2 separate regions of the Mus musculus genome follow, and region 1 is linked to region 2. The links are chromatin contacts, called in public promoter capture Hi-C maps. All regions are on one chromosome and are shown on one strand. Each heading gives the region's core, a stretch centred on a gene start, on an enhancer-like site or on the middle of the called end of the contact. The rest is flanking DNA. Distances are from core to core; before and after follow the strand shown. Region 1 holds the start of Syt9 (synaptotagmin IX). Region 2 holds the start of Cavin3 (caveolae associated 3).

Region 1 (5,718 bases), core at 755-3,254, 1.9 Mb after region 2:
TGAGATTACAAGTTTGGGCTACCAAACCCAGCACCCCTCTTCACATGTTGCTACTTTTCTTTCTTTCAGATTCTATCCATTACAGTCTTCCTAATATTTAAAATGCCTTTCAAATTTGACTGTTTCCCAAGTCAGCATTTGCTTCTGTCTGGTCTAGGCTATCACCAGATTTTAATCTCTTCCAGTTATTACTAACGGAATTCACAGCTTTCAGCTTTCTGACATCATCTCATAAGAGTTACACTGCTATTGGTTTGAACAAGCACTTCCCCTCTTCATACACCATCCTTCTCTGCGTCATGGCCATTGGTGGTCCCCCCTCCACCCTCCCCCCCTTTGGAAGAGCACCTGCTCAGTCTCCTGGACTGGCTCGTTCTCAGCTGGTTCCCTCCTTCACAGTGTGCTGTGTTTGTCTTAGGTGTTTTTGTTTGTTTGTTTGAGGCATGTGTTGCCCAGACTACTTCAGAATGTAGCCAAGGATGACCTTGAACCTCAGAGCACTCGGATTGCAGGCTTATGCCACTATACTGGGTTTGTTTGTTTCTAGATGAAATCCAGAGCCTTGAGTATGGTAGATAAGCAACTCTTCCAATTAATCTGCACCCCAGCCCTGGGCCTTAGTTTTAAAGGAAAAAGTTTAGGAAGTGGGGAAAAAAAAAAAAAACCAAACAAACTAAAAATAGAAACCCAAAATAGACTCTACGTGCCTTTCCACAGCTATCTGGATTTACCTTTATAACTACAGCTGCCCATTCTCTATTACTCTAATATAAACTCCACCAAACCCAGCACTGCTCACCACACAACTTCAAGTTTTGTCTGTTGAGCAAATATTCCTTATTTGCAATATGATTCTTAGACAGCACATCCTTATGGGTAAGAGTCCTAGCTAATTGTTCTAGAATGAAGTTTGACATTAGGATTACATAAATATGTAAGAGAATCAGGGAGAAAGAAAAAGAGGAGCGGGTGGATGAGAGGCAGGGAGAGAGAGGGTGGGGGAGAAGTCTCTTATGAACTTAGGCAAGTACCACCTCTCTTGAGTCTGTTGTTTTAGTGGCAGCGTGGAGATCACACACACACACACACACACACACACACACACACACACACACACACGTTTAAGGCTCTCTATCTAGAGAATTAAATGAAACTATACAAAAGGCTGTGGCACAGTGCCTTGGGCACACAAACAAGCTAAATAATTTGTGGTTATTTCTGGGCTGAGTGCCTAAAAAAATGAAGAGATGGGTAGATGAGAGGTGACTGAGGTCTTTCCAAACATCCACAAATTCTGGATCCTCTGTCTCCTGTGCCAGGGAAATGCTGGCAACCTTCGCATTTCCAATCAGCTTCTTAGAAAACCAATCAGGACCTGCAAAGCTCCAGGTGAGCCTCAGCGTCTTTCCGGAGGGCCATACATCTGTCCTCATTTCTTATCTGAGCCTCCACCTTCTCCAAATCACCATCACGCTGTGCATCCATTCTTTGTTGGAAAATCTTGGCTCTAAACCCCGCATTTGGGCGCGTGACACCCCTGGGCCCGCGGTTTCTGCTCAGACCGCGCTTTCCAAGTTTAAAGAAGGTACTGAGATCTCGGCAGGTGTAGTCTACCCTCCAGCCTTCGCTCCATACAACCGAGAACGTGCTTTGGACCCACGCGTGGCTCCAGAGCCCTGAGGGATGCTAGGTTTGCATCTGGGCGGAGAAATGGGGTGCCAAGAGCGTCTAGCACGCGCACCAGCTCGTACTTCCTGATCCTGGGCGCGGCCGCTCACAGCGCAGGGTCCGGAGCGGAATCAGGCGCTTCTCCTGCAGTGGGCGAGCGCCCCCGTCCCGGGTCCCTACCTGGCGCGCCTGCTCTGCGGCGGCCGCGGCAAACCCCCGCCCGCGGCGCGCACCCCTGACCCGGCCCCGCCCCCGGCGGCCGCGAGTAGCGGGCGGAGCGCGGAGAGGCGCGCTGGGCTGTGCGGCGCCGCCTCCCCTCCGCGCCGAGGGAGGGACGAGGGGCCGCGCGGGAGACGGAGAAAGCCCGAGCGAGCGGCTCTCCGAGAGCTGCATGCAACCGGTGGGAGGCCGACCCGGCTGGCGCTGCGGCTCGGGTGGGGAGCGCGGACCGGCCGGTGGCGGCGGCGGCGGCGGCAGCTCTGAGCTGGCAGGCGGAGGGCTTTCTCCCGCGCCCGCCTGCCCGGCGCGGTCCGAGGATGCGGGGGGGCGATGCCCGGGGCCAGGGACGCGCTCTGTCACCAGGCGCTGCAGCTGCTGGCCGAGCTCTGTGCCCGAGGGGCCCTGGAGCACGACAGCTGCCAAGATTTCATCTACCACCTGCGGGACCGTGCCAGACCCCGGCTCCGCGACCCAGGTAAGCGCGGCCGCCGCCGCTGGCGGGCGCGACTCGAGGGCCCTGAAATGGGGACTTGGGGACCTAGCCAGGGCCTGAGGCAGGAGAGCGACGCAGACTGGAGGAGGGCAATGGGTGACCATTGAGCCCAAGTAGGTCTCCACAACCAGCGCACCACGGCCTGATGCTGGAACCCGGCGAACTCGGGCGGAGGCTGCCGCGCGGAGGCCGAGCCAGGGTGGGCTGGGGCAGGCTTGGAGGAACCACGCCCGCCACCTGCGCTGGGCTCCTGGGGGCGGCTCCTGAGCTCGGGGCTGCGCCCGCCACTTCACTCGCGAGCGCCCGGGAGCCAGGCGAGGCCACGGAGGCCTCGGAGCTGGGAGTGGGATCTGAGAGCCAAGGAAACTCTGTGAAGTTGGGAGTTTGGCACAGCCGGGCTGATTTCCACCCGAAGCTGCTCAACCTGAGTGCCCAGTTTCCCCCCAGGCTCTACTGTGGAAAGGACCAGACAAGATCTTGTCTGGGGCCGGGCCCCAGAGTCACACGACTAGAGCGGCTGGGCCTGAACCCTCTCCTTTCATGTCTCAAGGTGCTTAGGCAATGAGGCCTTGGCTCCCAGTTTGTCTCGCAGTGATAGCTTGGCACACTAGAGTGGTGGGCTTGCTGCAGCTGGCAGTTGTCCTAGTGAAAGTTGTGAGGCTCCTAACTTTGTAAAGTTCGCTTACTTTGGCATCTGACCAATTAAGGTCAGAGGAAGGTGTTTTATTTGAGCAGTTTGCAAGTCCTACTGTTTTCTTACTCATCATTGGGCACTGGAAAGATGCATTCATTCCTTTTGGATATTTCCTGAGCATCTTCTAGGCTGGAGGACTCATAATCTCGAATATTTTTCCAGTCTAAGTGTTTTAAATGTTAAAAGGCAAATCATGGTTAGACTGTTAAAAGAGGGATGAAAGAATGGCCTTTGCCTTGATGTTCCTGTGTGCAGACATTGGCAATAAGCAATTGCTGTGCAAACAAGTAAATGTGAGCATTTCTCATTTCAAGCCAGTTCATTCTATAAAAATACATTTACAAAGGATAAAGAGTGACTTGACTTTTAACTAGGAACGAGCCCATTTAAACAACCTACCTTTAATAGGACAATGCTCAGTGTGTGTGGCAAAGGCAGGTGTTAAAAGTTTGTCACATTTTTCTGTACTCAGAGGATCTATTTTTTTTTCATGCTCATGGTTACATTAATAAATTTCTCAAATGATCTCCAATCTTTTACTCCAAAGGGGAGAATTAAGTGGAGAACTACAGATTGCAGTGATTTCCCTGGAGGCTTGGTTGTCCAGCTTCTGAGTGGCTCTTTGATGGATGAGCGTGTGCCCCACAGACCACAGATATGAATGGAAGTGCCTCACCTCCCCCCAGGAATCCCAGAAAGATGCTCTGAGTGTGGGGTGTTCTGTGCTTACATAGCAGGACCAAGCTCATTATTAACACACTTTTCCCAAAGCTCATGTTAGTACTGACACCTCTCTTTGTGTTCCTGCCCCTGTGAAGCAGATTTTCCTTGTTATCTCAGACAAGTTGTCATCTTTGGCTTTACAAGAGAAGGGGGATGCAGCCTGTCTCTGAATTGGGCTTTAATAAGCCACATCTTTCTGGTCAGTTCTCTCTCTCTTCCATTTAATGAAGTGACTGCTTCCCATGTGCCTAGACTCTCCCAGTTTCCACACTGGGTGGGCCTGAAGGAAGAGTCCCAAGCATACTCCTTACAAGAGGAACTCTGGTTCCTGAACTGGGAAATTGCTTTCAATGACTGTCTTGCTGTTCCCTGACTTCCTGAAAGCTGTGTTCTGCTTAAACTAGGGCACATGGCTTTGAGGTAGCTCCTGCCCCTCTGGCTCTTTTCATTGTGTCAGGAAGTAGCCTGAGCTTGAGACAGGAGAAGGGCCCTGAAATTAAGAAAGTGGGAGGAATTTATAGCCAAAGATGCATTTAACACACCACCCTCTCTTTCAGGGCACATCTGCTCAGTCCAGACCTCCCCATCCCTCTCCCTTCCTCACCTTGCTCACAGTAATTCTTACATACATCTCGTGAGTGCATGTCCTTTCCTCTGAAGCTGTTCGTGCAAACCAAGAGTGCCCTTAATCTCTGAGCCCTAAAGATGAGTGGCTGAAGAGGCTGCACTGCGCATGCTAGGTGAACGGCTGTTGGGTAGTTTGACCCAGAACAGCTATGGACAGCTGCCCTGATGGGTCCCCAGAGAGTCCTCTCTGTAAATGGGTGACTTCCTTTTCTGTGAAAGAACCCACGAATGCCACGTTGCAGCCTTGTCTGCCTGATGCTTATCCATGGCTCCCCCATGGTGGCTGTTTTCTCAAGCGCCATTAAAGATTTGAGTTATAAAGGGAGAAAACAAGCAATTCCCAGCAGAGTGGCACTGCATCTGGGATGATTTCCCCCCTTTTCAGAGATGGGGTAAGACAGGCTCACAAGCCAGCGGACTTGAGGCACCAGGAAGAGCATGTGGAAGGCTCGGAGGCAGAAGCATTGTTGCTGTCACTTAAGAAACACTCACTTCAGGTGCGGCTGGAGGTGGAGTGTGGTAAGAAATCTGGTCAAGGGTTAGATAGGGCAGATCTTGTAGGGCTTGTAAACTATTAGAAGGACTTTGCTTTTTACTCTGAATTAGATTCGACCATTAGACGTTTTGGAGAAGTCTCAGCCAGACTGCTGTGTGAGAAGATACTGTATATAGAAAAGCAAGAGTGAAGTTAGTGGTTTGTTCCAGAAACCAGGAAGGGGTGCAAAGTTCAGCATGGCCCTAATGGAGGAGCTGAGCTGTAATGATTAGGGACCACCTTGAATGTTCCACCGCTAATATTTGTTGACAGGAGGCATCAGGGGGACGAAAAGAGCTGAGGATGGTTCTTGGCCTTCCGACCTGAGCAACTCCGTTTGCTGAGCAGCAGGTTTCAGGAAGAGGCTTGGCGTAGGGAGGGAATCAGGAAGGTTCTCTTTTGTGTCTAGCTTTTTGTATATAACTGAGCGGACCATGCCCCTTTAGTTAGCCAAGCCGTCCTGCATCTGAGTGTTGCTTAACATTACCCATTGGCCCAGTGCTCAGTTTGTAACTAGAGACTTTACTGTCAAGGGGCTGACTTGTGCCATGCATTCGTGGTTTTGAGGGTTTTCCCTTCTAGAGAACTGAGATGTCTCCTTGTTTGTCTTTTCTTGTCACAGTAGGGACTGAGCCCATGGCCTCTTGTTCCACTGCTGAGCCTCATCCCCAGCTTTCACTGATCTTGAGTGTATCCTTCCTTTTTTCCAGTCTGCATCTTTAGCTGTTGTTAGGAGGGAAGGACCAGAAGTCCATTGCA
Region 2 (6,565 bases), core at 1,284-3,783:
TTTGAAAGTCCATGAGACTGACATGACATGTCCCCTCAACGGGGAATTAACACTGCAGTTTCTCTATTATGCATCAAGTGGGAAATTAATTCTGCATGCTATACTAACTACTGAGAAGATTGGTTTTTAAATTTTTAAAATGGGTGCCGGCTTTTGGCCTGAAATGAGGCAGATTGTGGCAGCAGGCATAGCATCCATCTGTCTGCTTTCTCCAACTAAGTCTAACCTCCTTCTTTTCTCTGTCTCCCAATAAGACTGACATACTATGGATAAATCAAGGGCATACTCCATTGATTAGATCACAAGCCATTCTAACACACACACACACACATACACACACACAGAAAGCTAGCAAGCTCCCAACAATGAGCCTTCAGGGAACCTTTCAGATTCAAACCCTAACAAGATCTAAAAAACATGGAGGTCCTATTTTTTTTTTATTTTATGCATTGACATGAAGACACAGTCAGTTCGTCACACTCATTGTGAGAGATGCTCGATTCTAGGAGGCCTGGATTCTCTCAACCTATCAGATTACTCATTTGGTTTTGAAAACAATGAGTGCTTTGTGTGCTTTGTTTTGTTTTGTTGGCAGAAGGAAAGTAGACCAAGGGCTGTTTTTGGATTGCTTTCTAAATGCACCCCAACCCAATGGTGTGAGCTGTCTGTGAGTGTCAGACACCAGAAGTAGGAAGAGTGCATTAGCTGACATTAACTAGGGCGTTTTCTTCAAAGAACTGCATACTGCCCCGCCCCAGGCCGGGCCCCAAAGTTGTACTTATGTGTCCCCAAGAGGAATGTATTTAAGCAGTAAGTGGCCAATATTTCTCCGTGCCAATGGAGGACCCAGGATTCGGTGAAAAGTGAGAACGTTTGTCATTCAGCCCATTCCTTCCCCAAGCCATGCGCATTGTCGCTCGCCCTTTCTCATTGAGTCTGGGTTAGAGAAAATTGCTTTTATTGGTGGTGAACCTAAATTAGGCTGAAAGCTCCTCTGTCAGAGGACACAGGGTTCAGACTGGAAAGCCAGGAAGGAAGCTTTGGAGCTGGGCAGTGGATGCAGGATTCTCTCCTTATTTGGATGTAAGTGCTGCACTCTATAAGTACTTATTTTGGGACAAGGCTTAAGCACCGAATGGGACAGGCAGCCCCAGGGATCAGGCTGCGCTCTCTATTTGAAGCACGGGTTTCTCAGGATCTTCCTTGGTAGGTTGAGGAGGTTCTGGCTCCAGGGCAGTCTCGAGCTCGGACTCCATTTCAGGCTGAGCTGCAGGCTGGCCTTCTGATGGGCCTTCAGAGCTCCGGACAGGCCCTACGCGTGGCGGCTTGACTGGTGTGGGCTGTGCTGCTTTACGACTGGAAAGAGCCCTTTTCAGGCTTTGAACTTTCTGTAAACCAGTGCGGCGCAGCCGCTGAGCCCTGGACTCCACTGGCTCCTCTTCAGAACTCTCTCCAACTTCATCCTCTGGCTGATCTGGGCCCAGCACCAACTGGTCCTCCGGACCCAAGAGCTCTGGGACTTTCTGGAAGGCGCGGGCTGGAATTTCAGTCTCCTCCTAAATGTGATGACACAGCTTTTGATTCTCTGATTTGACCCTGGCACTTAGCCAGGACCAGCCTGAAACTCTCTTGCCCGCCCGCCAAGGGAAGCTACTCCACCCTTTGCATCTGCACTAGGAATTGGGGCCAAAATAGAGGAATGGGAAGATGGGGGATGGGGAGGATGGAGGAGCAGAGAGATGAGCAAAGAGGGGGAAAGTGGACCTTGCAAGTTTGCAAAGTGGATGAAACCGTGTAGAGTGTAACAGCTGTATAGGCGCTTGGAGGAGGCAGAGTAACACCTAACAGTTAGTTCCATGTGGGTGCGACTGACCAAATCCGCAGACTGGCCTGAGTTAGGGAGGGCGTGGGTTGGCCAGGCTGGGAGTGAGAAAGGGATAAGGTCGCTGTTGTGAGAAAGTGGGTGCGGCTCTGAGAGTCTTCCACAAGTGAGGGCAGCACGCTGGGTCAGGAATGTGGAGATGCGGACGGGTGGGTGGCAGGAGTCCTTCCCTCGGTGGTAACCTAGAGGCGAGGGTTGGGGGCGGGAGAGGGATGCCTGAGGTCACTGACCTTGAAGAGCAGGACGTGCAGCTTCCCGCGCGCCACCAGCAGCCCGTGGTTGGCCTCCAACCGCTGCACCTGAGCAGCGCGACGCACGGCCCGCTCCTGGGCTGCGTCGGCGTGCGAGCCCACGCGCTCCGCCTTGGCCAGCAGCTGCGTCAGTGTGTTGCTGGTGGTGTCGTGGCTGCGACTCAGCGCACCCAGGCCACTCTGTATGCGACGCACGGAGCCCGCCAGGCCGCCCTGCCTCTCAGCCAGGCCGCCTTGCCGCTCCCGCAGAGCCTCCAGCATGGTGGCCAATTTCTCCAGCAAGGTCACCACGGTGACTGCGTGCACCGGACCCCCTGCGGGCGTCTCAGGCACAGGTCCGGGCTCCAGTGCGCTCTCCCCCATGATCTCTGACCACCGGGCCTGCTCTCCCTGAGACCGATGGCTGCGATCTGGGCTGGGGCTGCCTTTCCCCGCCTCCTCCCCTAGTTCAGGCCGTGACTCAGCCGGGCGGGAGTTGGCATCTTCCGCGGTGGGAAAAGGAGGAGGCCGAGCAAGGGGGCGGAATGTCCAAAGGGGGCTCTTTCGAAGGCTCCGCCCCGGGATCTGCGAGTAAGACAGTCCTGCCCAGAGGCACCTCTTTTCTGAGTTTGTGCTCCTTTTCCCCCATTTTCCTGGTGGGCTTCTTTCAGGCCTGTGTTCTTCACAGCAAAAGGCAAACCACTGAAAATTTCATTTATCTATCTAGTGATCAGAGAAGGGGGTGGGGGTGGAAGGCAGGGGTGTTAAAGGCATAGCCTAAGCCGTCAAAGCTGCTGAGCCCCAACGCTGGGCGGAGGCCTGTAAAGTTTGGAATGTTCTGCCTCAGACCCAAGACTGCCTAGGCCCAAGGCAGGGCTTTGTGTCTAGGCGGGCTGGGCGGGGCATCCTCTGATATTTTCCAGGTTTAGCCTCTGGCTTCGTTTATTGCTATTTCTTCCTACTGGACTGCGTTGTTCTTCTTTGGATTCCTGGAGGATAGCTCAGCCATGAGTTAGAATAAGTACTGGTTTGTCCGTTTTAATGGAGATTGGCTGTGGTTCCTGCGTAATGCCTTCAATCCCGTCTCCGAAATTGGTGAGTGTGAGGATTTGAAATGCTGCAGTAGCTAGATATGGTGATACATATTGAGGTAGGAAAATCACCAATTGGAGACCATGATGAACTACATAGTGAGTGTTAGAGTGGAAAATCACTACATAAAGGTTGATTCCTGAGTTCTGGTTGTGAAAACTTTGTTTTTATGTTAGAGTTTGATTTGCTCATCTTGGACCCGATATTAGCAGAGCCATCTGAGCCTGACAAAAGAACACAAAGAGTTTGAGCGGGGTTTCATGTCATTCAGGGAGGCCCTGAACTCACTGTTCAGCCAAGGATGGTCTTGAATGTCTGTTCTTGCTTCTGCCACCCAACGGCTGAGATAACAGTTGTGTGCCACCAAACCTACTTTATGCTGGTGCTGGAAATCGAACTCAGGCTCCTATGCACACTGGTCAACATCTTCAACGGAGCTACATCTTTGACCCTGTTTCTGTGTTTTTGAGATAGGGACTCATTGTGTAACCCAGGCCTCAAACTCAAAATCTTCCTGTCTCAGACACCTGAGTGTTGAAGTTATAGGTGTTCATTGACTGCCCCATTAGTTGGCTGAAAAGGCACAGCGTTAAGGATCAAACCCAAACCCTCAAACACGCTAGACAAGTATTCTGCCACTAAGCCATACCCCAGCCCAACAACTTGGAAATCTTTTAGATGTTTTTATTTATTTATGTATATGTGTGTGTGCATGAATGTGTGCACATGCATGTGCAAAGACCTATGGATATCAGAAGGTGTCAGATGCCCTCAAACTGTGGTTATTGGCCACTCTGAGGTATCCAATGTGGGTGCTAAAAATAGGATTCCTGTCCTATGTAAGAGCCTCAAGTACTCTTATTGGCTGAGCTATCTCTCCAGCTTAGACACACAATTGTCTTGGGTCGTCCAAAAGACTACATACATAAATAAGGTTGAGAAAAGCTTTAGTGACCAATTCTACCCAACCATACATCACTGTCTGGTCCGTTCTAGCTCTAGATGTTCAAAATGTGATGCCTATCACCAGTTCGTGGCTGGCGCTCTTAAAACCACAGTCAGGTTTAAATGAGCTTGGTTATACACCTGTAAATCTGGAACTAAGAATGGCACATCTGAAAGATTAAGACTCTCCCTGGCTGCACAGGGAGATGGAAATGGCATAGCAAGTCTAAGTAATAGAGGTTTTACATGGCACAGACATTCCAAAGGGAAGACACAAAGGAAAACTGTTGTATGCTTAAGTTAATGAAGACTGGAGAGCTACACAGAAATGGGGTTAGACAAAGGGGTGTGGTCTGACTATAGTAGATGAGAGGGGACCCAGCACGGCCTGTCTGCCCAAGTTCTTTGTCAGCCATTCTCCTAGGTAAGGAGCAGAGTTCCCCTACAATGAAGATAATTGAAGAAAAAGAGTGATCTTTCTAATTTCTTATGGTTTTTTTTTTAGCATTTTTACAAATATTTGGTGTATGGGTGTGGGTGTGTGCATATGAGTGCAGGTGCCCACAGAGCCAACAGCATTAGCTACTATTGGAGGTGAAGTTACAGGTGGTTGTGAGCAACCCAGTATGGGTCCTGGCATAGAACCTGGGTCCCCTGGAAGAACAACAAACACTCTTAACTACTGAGTCATCTTCCCAACCCCTAATTTCTGTGATTTACTTTTAAAAAGAATTGAGGTAGAAGCAGGCGGGTCTTTGTAACGGGAGGTTCTGATTCTAATCTCTAGTTTCCTAATTGGTTCTTCATTTGTCAATAAAGAAGGCCAGGGCCCAATTGCTGGGCAGAAGGTACAAGTGGGACTTCCAGGTCCCAGGAGGAAAAGGCAGACACAAGGAAGGAGAGGGGCTTTTTTAGCTATGCTTTGAAGGTAAGAGGACTCTGCAATCATGAAGGCCTCTGGGAGAGCTAGGGCCGGTGGCCTTCTCTACAGGCAGATGGCCAAGGAGGTTAGTGGGGTACAAGCAACTAAGTTCAGGGTAGGAGAAGAAATGGAGATATAAGTTGGAAAGGACATGCCTTTCCAGGCAGGAGAAATCTGCACCCAGCAATTGTGCCTAGCTAGCAAGTTCTAAAATAATAAAACGCAAAGGTTAGGTAGGAAAGAAAAGTCTGGTCAGGGCTGGTGGTACTGATTGGATGGAAAAAAAGGGGAGCCAGGAGGGGCCAGAGCCCGGGCAGCAGCTCCCAGGCAAAGGCAGTAGCCGTAGCGTGCTTTTAAAATTACAAGCAACAGGTCTCTGTGAGTTCAAGGTCTGGTCTACATAGTGAATTCCAGGACAGCCAGGGCTACAGGGAAACCCTGTCTCAAAAAAAGGAGGGGGGAGGGGGAGAGATCGAATTGTGGCTTCTCTGAATTGCTCTGGGAAACAGCTGGCAGGAGACCAAAGGCCATGAGAAGATCAGCGAGGACACCCATTCTCCTTCAGGTCAAATGCATTGAAATACAGTGCTTTGTGGCATCATTTTCTGAGTCCCAACATGACCCTTTGACCATATAAATAAGAAAAACAAATTGAGGTATCTGTACATTTCTCCTTCTCTCACCATGGTGATTTATAGGCATAGGCAAGCAGCCAGGGATGTTCCAAAAAAAAAAAAAATACTCTGTATTTTCAACTAAGACAAATGCTTTCTGCAACTAAGAGTCATACTCCCAGCCGGGCATGGTGGCGCACGCCTTTAATGCCAGCACTTGGGAGGCAGAGGCAGGCGGATTTCTGAGTTTGAGGCTAGCCTGGTCTACAAAGTAAGTTCCAGGATAGCCAGGGCTATACAGAGAAACCCTGTCTCAAAAAACCAAAAAAAAAAAAGAGTCATACTCCCTTTGAGTAGAGACTCAAGCTTGCTGCTAGACTAGTGTTTCACTAGTAGGCTCTGGGGTGTTCATAAACTGAAATTCTTTGTCTCACACACCAATACATGCTTAACGTAAGTGATCATCAGATGGAACAAAATCTTAGGAAAAATGTAAGCTATCTAAATGAGTACTTTATACACGAAGCATCCTTTGGGGCTGGAGAGTTGGCTCGGAATTCAAGAGCACTTGTTGCTCTTGCAAATGACCCAGGTTCAATCCTCAGCACTGACAGGGTAGCTCACAACAATCTCTAAGTGCAGACCCAGGAAATCTGAGGCCTTCTTCTGACTACCATGAGCACAAGACACACATACACACATCCAGGCAAGCACCAATATACATCAAACATCAAAACAAATTTCAGAAGAAAATTCAAGGAATATCCTTGGTCCTATACATCAATTTCAGACAGCCAGAGCTAGCTAATCATTCTTCAGGGACTTAACCCATGGGTTGGTTGTCATAGTGGAAGCCACCAAACCTGAACTGAAACTAAGG

Evidence for each region. Promoter capture Hi-C pulls out the DNA fragments that hold promoters and counts their contacts.
Region 1: a promoter capture Hi-C map of hippocampal neurons shows a contact between it and region 2, with 3 times the contacts expected there. The contact joins the promoter of Syt9 here to the promoter of Cavin3 in region 2. A contact is called at or near these places in 2 of 39 promoter capture datasets (hippocampal neurons and liver).

What each region holds. Positions count from the first base shown.
Region 1 is chr7:107,368,786-107,374,503 of GRCm38.p6, forward strand. It overlaps Syt9 (synaptotagmin IX), which reads left to right and starts at 2,005. Exons shown (of 7, transcript NM_021889.4): 1 at 2,005-2,362. The coding sequence starts at 2,218.
Region 2 is chr7:105,479,664-105,486,228 of GRCm38.p6, forward strand. It overlaps Cavin3 (caveolae associated 3), which reads right to left and starts at 2,534. Exons shown (of 2, transcript NM_028444.1): 1 at 2,113-2,534; 2 at 953-1,556. The coding sequence starts at 2,496. The coding sequence ends at 1,158. Gm36847 (a long non-coding RNA gene) reads left to right here and starts at 3,136. Exons shown (of 3, transcript XR_378395.4): 1 at 3,136-3,207.